Linked DNA regions of Sus scrofa: region 1 is linked to region 2. Evidence: chromatin contacts called from public HiChIP or PLAC-seq data. All regions are on one chromosome and are shown on one strand. Each heading gives the region's core, a stretch centred on a gene start, on an enhancer-like site or on the middle of the called end of the contact. The rest is flanking DNA. Distances are from core to core; before and after follow the strand shown. Region 1 overlaps TACC1 (transforming acidic coiled-coil-containing protein 1). Region 2 holds the start of HTRA4 (serine protease HTRA4).

What was found. HiChIP or PLAC-seq counts read pairs in DNA pulled down with a chosen protein or histone mark.
Region 1: a contact with region 2 is called in an H3K27ac HiChIP or PLAC-seq map of alveolar macrophages. The contact joins the enhancer-like site here to the promoter of HTRA4 in region 2. A contact is called at or near these places in 5 of 47 Hi-C or Micro-C datasets (embryonic fibroblasts, epiblast stem cells, fibroblasts and 1 more) and 2 of 2 datasets of contacts at active chromatin or transcription factors (alveolar macrophages and skeletal muscle).

The regions. Positions count from the first base shown.
Region 1 is chr15:47,819,453-47,823,465 of Sscrofa11.1, forward strand. All of the region lies in intron 1 of TACC1 (transforming acidic coiled-coil-containing protein 1), which reads right to left. Among named protein-coding and RNA genes, the nearest start is that of TACC1, 40 kb to the right of the region's middle. Within about 2 kb of position 1,534, at least 33 of the 83 cell types and tissues checked have an H3K27ac peak or open chromatin away from gene starts, as enhancers often do. A contact at or near this core is called in alveolar macrophages, embryonic fibroblasts and skeletal muscle, where this site is marked.
Region 2 is chr15:47,624,560-47,628,753 of Sscrofa11.1, forward strand. It overlaps HTRA4 (serine protease HTRA4), which reads right to left and starts at 1,330. Exons shown (of 10, transcript XM_021075121.1): 1 at 1,043-1,330; 2 at 729-1,040; 3 at 202-301. The coding sequence starts at 1,208. It overlaps PLEKHA2 (pleckstrin homology domain-containing family A member 2), which reads right to left. Exons shown (of 13, transcript XM_021075122.1): 13 at 1,548-4,194.

The DNA of each region.
Region 1 (4,013 bases), core at 284-2,783, 200 kb after region 2:
ACCCTTACCAACCCCTGCAGAGCCAGTGTTCTGATCTCTTCTCAGCCATGTAACAAGCCTTTGTGTATCTACTTAATTTACATAATTAGCTCCCTATGTGGAGGGATATTAAGGGGGTTCACTGCTCCTCATTATAAATGAAATCACGAGGAATAACCCTACACATGGGTCTTTGAACAGATACAGGATCATTAAGAAATGATGACTCCAAGAGGAGTTAAAACTTTCGAACACATGTTAAATCTGGAGACGCAGGCAAGCTGCCCTCCAGAAAGGCTGTACTACTATAGTTTTAGACGGCAATATATGATACAGCCTCTTCCCTAAATCTTCTTCAACACTCAGTGAGGCCAGGGAGTTCCCTGGTGGCCAGGCAGGTTAAGGATCCAGCGTTGACACTCCTGTGGCTCTGGCTACTGCTGAACTTCAGCATTCCACAAACACCGCCAAAAAAAAAAAAAAAAAAAAAACTCACTAAGGGAATTGATCTTCTAACACTTTGACAAATAGGTGGCAATAAAACCATTGCTGGTTTTATTTGAACACATCTGATTATTAATGGAGTCAGAACATCTTGTAATGTATTTACTGAAACACTGGCTGACCTGCTTCCATGCTGCCCTCTCTTTCTTCCTTTCTTTCCTTCTTTCCTTCTTTTTTGGTAAATAGAATGTTTAATGGAGTGTTTAATTCTTTGGCCTGAAAACAGTCCCTGGTCCAGCAGTAGCAGCAGCAACACCCGAGGGTTAAGAATGCAAATTCCTAGAGTTCCCACTGTGGTGCAATGGGATCGGTGGGGTCTTTGCAGAGCCAGGACTCAGGTTCAATCCCCGGTGGGCACAGAAGCTTCAGCACAGAAGGTTAAAGGATCCCACGTTGCTGAAGCTGCAGTGTAGGTCAAAACTGCAGCTCAGATCTGATCCCTGCCCCAGAAACTCCAAATGCTATGGGGTGGTCAAAAAAAAGAAAAAATACAAATTCCCAAGCCCCATCCAGACATATTGACGCAGAAACTCTGGGCCTAGGGAGGGAGGAGGGAGGTGTGGGAGGTGGGGTCAGGGAGGTAGGCAGGTGATGCCCCTGAGTGATGGGCAGTAAAGTGTCTTTACATCACTAGGATTTCAGTTGCAAAGCAGGCTCTAACCTCTAAACAGGAGACAAAAAGCTTTTGGATCGATAGCAAGTTCAATATTTCCTCCTCCAAATGGCATTTATGGACTGAATATCATTTACCATCTCCAACTTTCGTCCCAAAAGTTCTGCATTACCACAAAACTCACCTAACTCACAACAGCCGAATTACCGCTGCACGAGGGACTGCCTGTTCTTGTCTGACCAACATCACCCCCTCCTTTGAGCCACAACTGGTGTTTTCTTTGATTCCCTCCCCCTCGCCACTCCCAGCGCCTGTGGTTTGCATCCCCCAGCTCTCCAGATGCGGGGGTGGGAAGTGAGTCAGGCCTGACTCAACACTCCCTCCACTCCCCCTCCCAGCCCTCTACACCCCACAGCTCGGCTCAGCCAAGGACACAGGACCCAAGCCCGTCCATGATTTATGTCTCCTGACAACCTCTCTCAGCTCTTCCATCTCTATGACTCCCACTTCCTGTAGCAACACTCTGGCTGGATGCCAAGGGGAGGGAAGGCAGGCTGACCATGGCCCGTGTGGGCCACCTGTAGGAGGAACGACCAGCAGGCATTCCTGGGAACAAGCTGCACCCATTTCAGCCATATCAGGGGACAGGACATGCAGAAATACGACTCTGCACTGAGATCAGCCACCACGATGGGCATTTCCATTAGTTATTGGCCCCTTGGTTCAATAATCCTTTTATTTAGGACAGTCTGGAAGCCTCCACCAGGGACAGCTGGCAGACATGTTTTCCAGGCCGGCGGGTGCCAGGATGGATACACCAAGATTGCGTGGCAACATTCTTCAGCCTCATTCCAGGACTCCTGCTACATCTGTTGGGGAGAACCAGCCTCAGATGTGCCCAGAACTGGCTCTAACACCATTCAGGGCCAAGTGCACAGAAATCCCAATTCAGACATAGTAAAGTGTCCTTGTGCAGGAATCTTTCTATCCTTTCTCCCTTGAGATGTTGATACTTTTTTTTTTTCCTTCTTTTTATGGCTGAATGGGCAGCATATGGAGCTGCAGCTGTTAGCCTATGCCACAGCCACAGCAACACCAGATCTGAGCCATGTCTGCAGACCTACACCGAAGCTTGCAGCAACACCGGAGCCTTAACCCACTGAGTGAGGCCAGGGATCAAACCCATATCCTCTTGGATACTAGTTGGGTTTTTAACCCGTTGAGCCACAATGGCAACTCTGAGATGTTGATCTTTTTATTTTCCCCCCTCAAATAAGGAATTCAGAATGGTTTTATCTCAGCATCCACATTTGACTTAAATTCACCTGTTCGAGAACATCTGCGGAGTGGCTGGGCGGTGGCGCCGCAGGCTGAGGGGACTGCTTATTCTCTCTGAACTTGAACGTACAAAACTGACACATTCCAGGCGGCACCAAGTGAGGAGATGGTTGTTTCCCACAGCCCAAGCCTCCTCCACGTGAAGTGGAGGAACACTCCAGTGTGACCAAAAAAGGAAGCAGCAAGATTCAGCTTCCATAGAGGGTTTTCCAGTGTGAGGGAAGGTGTGTGGGGGGAGAGAAGGGGGGGCAGGAGGGGATGGGGCTGGTACTGATGCCGGAGAGAGATGTGAGCCCCGGGCCACGCTCCCCTCCAGGGACCCTAAAGCAAGGAAGCTGCTGCTCCTGGGAGAGAGGCTCTGGTGGATAAGACACAGCATCAAAACCCTCTCTGCTGAGGTTCTCTGGCGCCTTCGAGGGTTAAGGATCCGATGTTGTCACCACCATGGTGCGAGTTCAATCCCTGGCTGGAAACTTCCTCATGTTCCAGGCGCAGCTAACAAACAAAGAAGCCAAAAAACCCTCTCTCTTTGGAAAGAAGGTGGGGAATCTGGGGTCTGATGCTGTCAGCTGGAGTATTCACACTCCATCCACATCAGACACAGCAGCCCCCACAAGACAGCTCTTCAGCTCAGCGGGGGACCAGTCTCCTGACGTTGTGTCGTCATCTCTCTCCGTGTGAAAGTGTCCCTGCTTTGTGAGCAAGTCAGAGTTGGCAGCACAGGGGCTCGTTCACACTCACACACACACGCTCCCACACAGTCACACACATACCTCATATACACACAGAGTCACATACACACATCATATATACAGTCACGACCCCCCCCATACACCATACACACAGTCACACACAAATACAAACACATTCCTTCTACACATAGTCACACACATACCTCATGCACAGAGTCACACACACACACACCACACATACACAAGCACACACACCCCACACCACACACAGTCACACACCCCTGCACATCATACAGTTACACACACAGTCACGCACTCACCAGTCACACACACACACACCCCACACACCATACACACAGTCACACACACACCTCCCACACAGACACATACACCACATACACAATCACACACACTTACACATCCCACATGTACACACATGTGCACACACACACACAATCACTCAAGCATTTCAGTCCCAAGCACAAGACCGTCCCCAGCCCCCCTGACCATTCAAACAGGGGTATGGAATCAACTAAACAAGACAGACAATTATCAGGGGTATAAAAACAACTTTTACTTAAAAGAAAAAGGCAGTGAACTTTGAGAAGACTGCCAAATGAGAAACACAAGAGAAATTTTCAAGTGTAGCCCAAGGGCAACAAAAACTGAGAAAAAGCGGTGCTGGACAAGCCAGTCAAGTACTACATTGTTTGGGGTTTGCTCTCTGAGGAATATTCCTGGGCAGACGGGATAACCCGCCTGGCATCTTGGGCTCTTGGTCTCCCGGGTAAGCGGCCCCTCTTTCCTTCTGTGGGTGAAATCTGACTCCATCGCTGCCACCAGGGGGCTCCAGAAAATTCTGTCACATTCAATCAGCACATTTTTTT
Region 2 (4,194 bases), core at 80-2,579:
AAAGTCAGAATCTCTGTGCCTCCGCCCTTTGGCTAAACGACTAACAACTAACGGGCAATTCAACCTCTTGGAGCCGCTGGATTTCCTCACAGCGGGGTTTTTAGGACTAAACAGTGCTGGAAGAGCGGTAGAGTCGGGCCTGGAGCAGGAAGACGCTGGGAAACAACCCAAGGAGTTGACGTCTCCCTTGGCCTCCTTTACCTGCTGAACAGCTGTAAGTGGACCACCGACGGCGCCACCTTCTCCACCACCTCTGCGATGAAGTTGTACTTGCTCCTGAGCCAGCCCGCGCTTCTGGTCCCTGTGAAGAGACGCTCCGTTCTTGGGGCGGGGGACACCCTCGCTGCCTGACTGCATCAGGGGTCATCTCTCAAACTTCTCTGCCTCTCTTCTCCCTCCCCTTTCCCTCCCCTTCCTCTCTTCGGTCTCCCTCTGTATTTTCACTGCGTTCCCGTGAGACAGCGCCTTGAGGGAACCAGACCTGTCATTCCGATTGGAAAGTAATTTTAAAGGGAAGGCGACAGGCAACACCTATAGGGAGGAAATCGGGGAGCAACTACCTGGGAACCGGTAACGAGACAAGTAAGGCAGGAAGAAAATTGGGAGCTAGGAGGTGGTGAATCCCTGTGGCAATGCGGCAGGAAAGAGCCCGCGCTGGGCCACGCGATTGGAACAGGCTCCCTAAGAAAGTGCCAAGAGGGCGCCGAGAGCGCGCGTCGACCGCTCACCTGGGTCCCCACAGTCCACCTCATGCACGTGCACCGCCGGGAGCCCGCCGCGGAGACGTGCAGCGTGGTTCCTGGCGCGGAGCGCGCACAGGTTGGGGTACGTGCGCCCGTCGCTGCCGCACACCGCGGCCCCCGCCGCCGGGCAGCGGCAGGTACCGAGCCCGCTGCTGCCAAGGAGCCGCGGTGAGGGCGGCGCGAGGCACTGCAGCCCCGGGGCGCACGGCCGGCGGAGCGCGGCGCCGCAAGCCTCGCCCTCGGCCGCGGCGCAGACGCGGCAGCAGCCGCAGCGGTCAAGCACTGGCGCCGTCCCGCGGAGCAGGAGGGCAGCGGGGGGCAGCGCATTGGCTCGCAGACCGCGGGGCAGGGCGGCGCGGGCCGGACGGTCCTGGCCTCGACCCCGGCCCCAGGTGCGTGGGGCAGCAGCAGCCACAGCAGTAGGAGCTGTCTGAGCCCGGCGGGCCGCAGCAGAGTTCTGGACATTCTGCTTCCTTCCTCCTGACCCCGCTCCTCCCCACTTTCTTATGATTTTCCTCTGGACCCGCAGCTGCTCTAAGATGAGCCACACTTTCTCCGGACTGCTGTGCCGCTTCTGCCAGTCCCCAACTTTAAGGGGCAGAGTCTGGCAGTCTTCTCCACGCACCCCCTCCCCCAATCCTCCCCCAGCCGTCCCACCCCAGGAGATGAAGAGACATCCTGGCCCTTCCCCAAGCAGACAGCCACGTCGTGAAATCCCTAAAACCAAGGCCAGGGGCACACTGACAAGCCAGATCACCCACCCACGGACAGAAGGTCAGCCTTAGGAAAACACACGTTGCCGTATTGCAGTATTTCACATGGTTTTATTACAAAACAAGCAACAAAACAGTTTTAGAAAATTATTTTTTGCTACATACCAATTAGGAGATCACATAAAATGAAAAGCATAACAGTTTCCATGCACTCAGCTCAGTGTCTACAGTGAGTGCATTTCACAGCTGAAACATACTGGTTCAAAACACAAAATCATGCCACACCTTACAAGCAAGGCGGGGTGGGTGGGGGCGTCCAACAGTATGTTTTGGGGCCAAATATTCACTTTATTCAAACTCTACTCAGCATGAGTGACTGAAATTCACTACCGCAGGCAATGACAGAGACAGAGAAAAAAGAGAATAAGGGGGAAAAAAGTGACATTGGGAGAAAAAAATGTTGGACTCTTTCTCATGGGAGCTCACCATTCAAAACAGAAACAGAAGTATTTTCACCTGAGGTCTCTATTCCTCAAACACCATAGTACAATTAAGTCATCTCACAAAATGCCAAAGGCCAAACTGTGTTCACCAGCCATCAGCTGATCTTGAGCAAGCAAATTCTTAACTTTCAAGAACAGTGGACAATACAGTTCAGCTATGGGGAGACACCTGAAATTCTACTACACACAGTGGGTCAAGACTGAATTAAAAGTCTTATGAAAATAGCAAAACTCACAGTTGCCTCGTGGACTAACAGTTAAAGATTTGGCATTGTTGTCACTGCTGTGGCTCCAGTCTGGTCCCTGGTCAGGGAACTTCTGAATGCTGTAGGTGTGGCCAAAAAAATAGTAAAATAAAATGACCACAGCCACAGTTGCCTTTAAAAGTCTACTCCTAAAAAAAAAAAACCCAGCCCAATTTAGAGAATATTTTTATTCCATACATAAAAAAAGCAGTACCTTTTTTTGATTCCTCCTTCCCCCCGCTTTTTAAAACATATTTATTCCAGAGCCCAGGCACTTAACTACTAGCAGATACTGCATCTCCGTCCTGTTTTTTTCCATTTGGTTCCATTTTACACATTTAAAACCAAATGCCTTGGTTCTGCATGCACCATCTTTGACTCACATGTGTAGTGACATTAAAAAGTGGTAAGGTGAAATTAACCAGAAGGTAAGAAATATGGACACAAAAGGAATTCCGAAATAAGATTTGGGAATAAGAATGCCTTTAGGCTTCAGCAAAAGGAATTATATTTATCTGGTGTTGGAATAACATAAACAATGTATTAACTTGAAATTTCCAAGTATTTGCCAACTGGAGTCCTTGTTTTCCTTTGATCTAATACAATTTGGATTTATAAGTACATTTAATTTACTACATTCTCAAAATAGGCCTTACTGAATAAGAAACAGATCATCTTACTATAATGGCAATTAATTAGCAGAGAGTTTATTTAAAAGAGAGAGAAATGGGTAGATTTTCATACCACCAAGAGATGACATCATTCCATGAGTTAGGGAATGTTTATAGAGATTTCACAAGTTCTAATCTATTTTTGTAAGTTCCACATTGCTGATGGTGCACTTTCTTTGACCCTGCTAAAGAATGTTCTTGAGAAAAATTTGAAGATGAAACCAGAGAAACCAGCTTTAAGAATCAGGAATGGCTTCTTAAAAATCAGTCTACTTGAAGTATGCTGTCACCATGATGACTCATAAATAAATAATCCCCAAACCAAGGATTTCTGAGGACAAAAGTATACAAGAGGTCACAGAAAAGAGAAAAAGAGATAGCTCAATCCAGGGTAGATATTCTTTATTATTATTATTTTTTTTACAGCTGCACCTACATCATATGGAAGTTCCCAGGCTGGGGGTCAAATCAGAGCTGCAGCTGCCAGCCTACGCCTCAGCCACAGCAACACCAGATCCCAGCCGAGTCTGCAACCTGGATCCTTAACCCACTGAGCGAGGCCAGGGATCAAACTCATATCCTCAGGGACACTGTCGGGTTCTTAACCCACTGAGCCACAACAGGAACTCCTAGATTTCCTTTTTCATATCAGTGTGTATACAGAACCACTAGGCCAAACACAATTTAAGTGAAGCTTGTCTCCAAAGCAGTGCAGTCAAGAAAAGTTTTCAACCTGACACAGACTTCAAGGAAATGACACTGCCTGAAAGAAATAGATCTCCTTCAAGTCACTAAAGATTTTCTGATCATATGCTTTGGCCCCTGCGTTAAATTTGGGCATGAGGACAGGGAAGGATTAACTTAGGTAAAAATGCTTCTTTTAGTCTCTTCCTCTTGGCATTAATTTTTTTTTGGGGGGGGGTCATCCCTGCAGCATACAGAAGTTCCTGTCCCAGGATTAAATCCCATGCCACAACAGTAACCAGAGCCACAACAGTGATGTCAGACCCTTAACCCACTGAGCCAACAGGGAACTCCGAGGCATTACTTTTTAATTTAAAGACAAAATTAATTGATTGAGCTGATAAGAAGGTACAGATGGACATGAGTTAAGCTCCCTTCCTTTAGGAGATTCTGGTAGCTAGATAGACTGATTCCCCCAGGGACCCTGGAAATAGTATTTCTTGTCAAATGGAAGAGAGTACATCCTAAAATTGGTGCAGGAAATACCACCTATGCTCTTTTACCTGGGAAATCTCTAGCCTGCCATGCACAGTCTCTAAATCAATGTTTCTAGGCATAGTTTCTAAAAAATATAA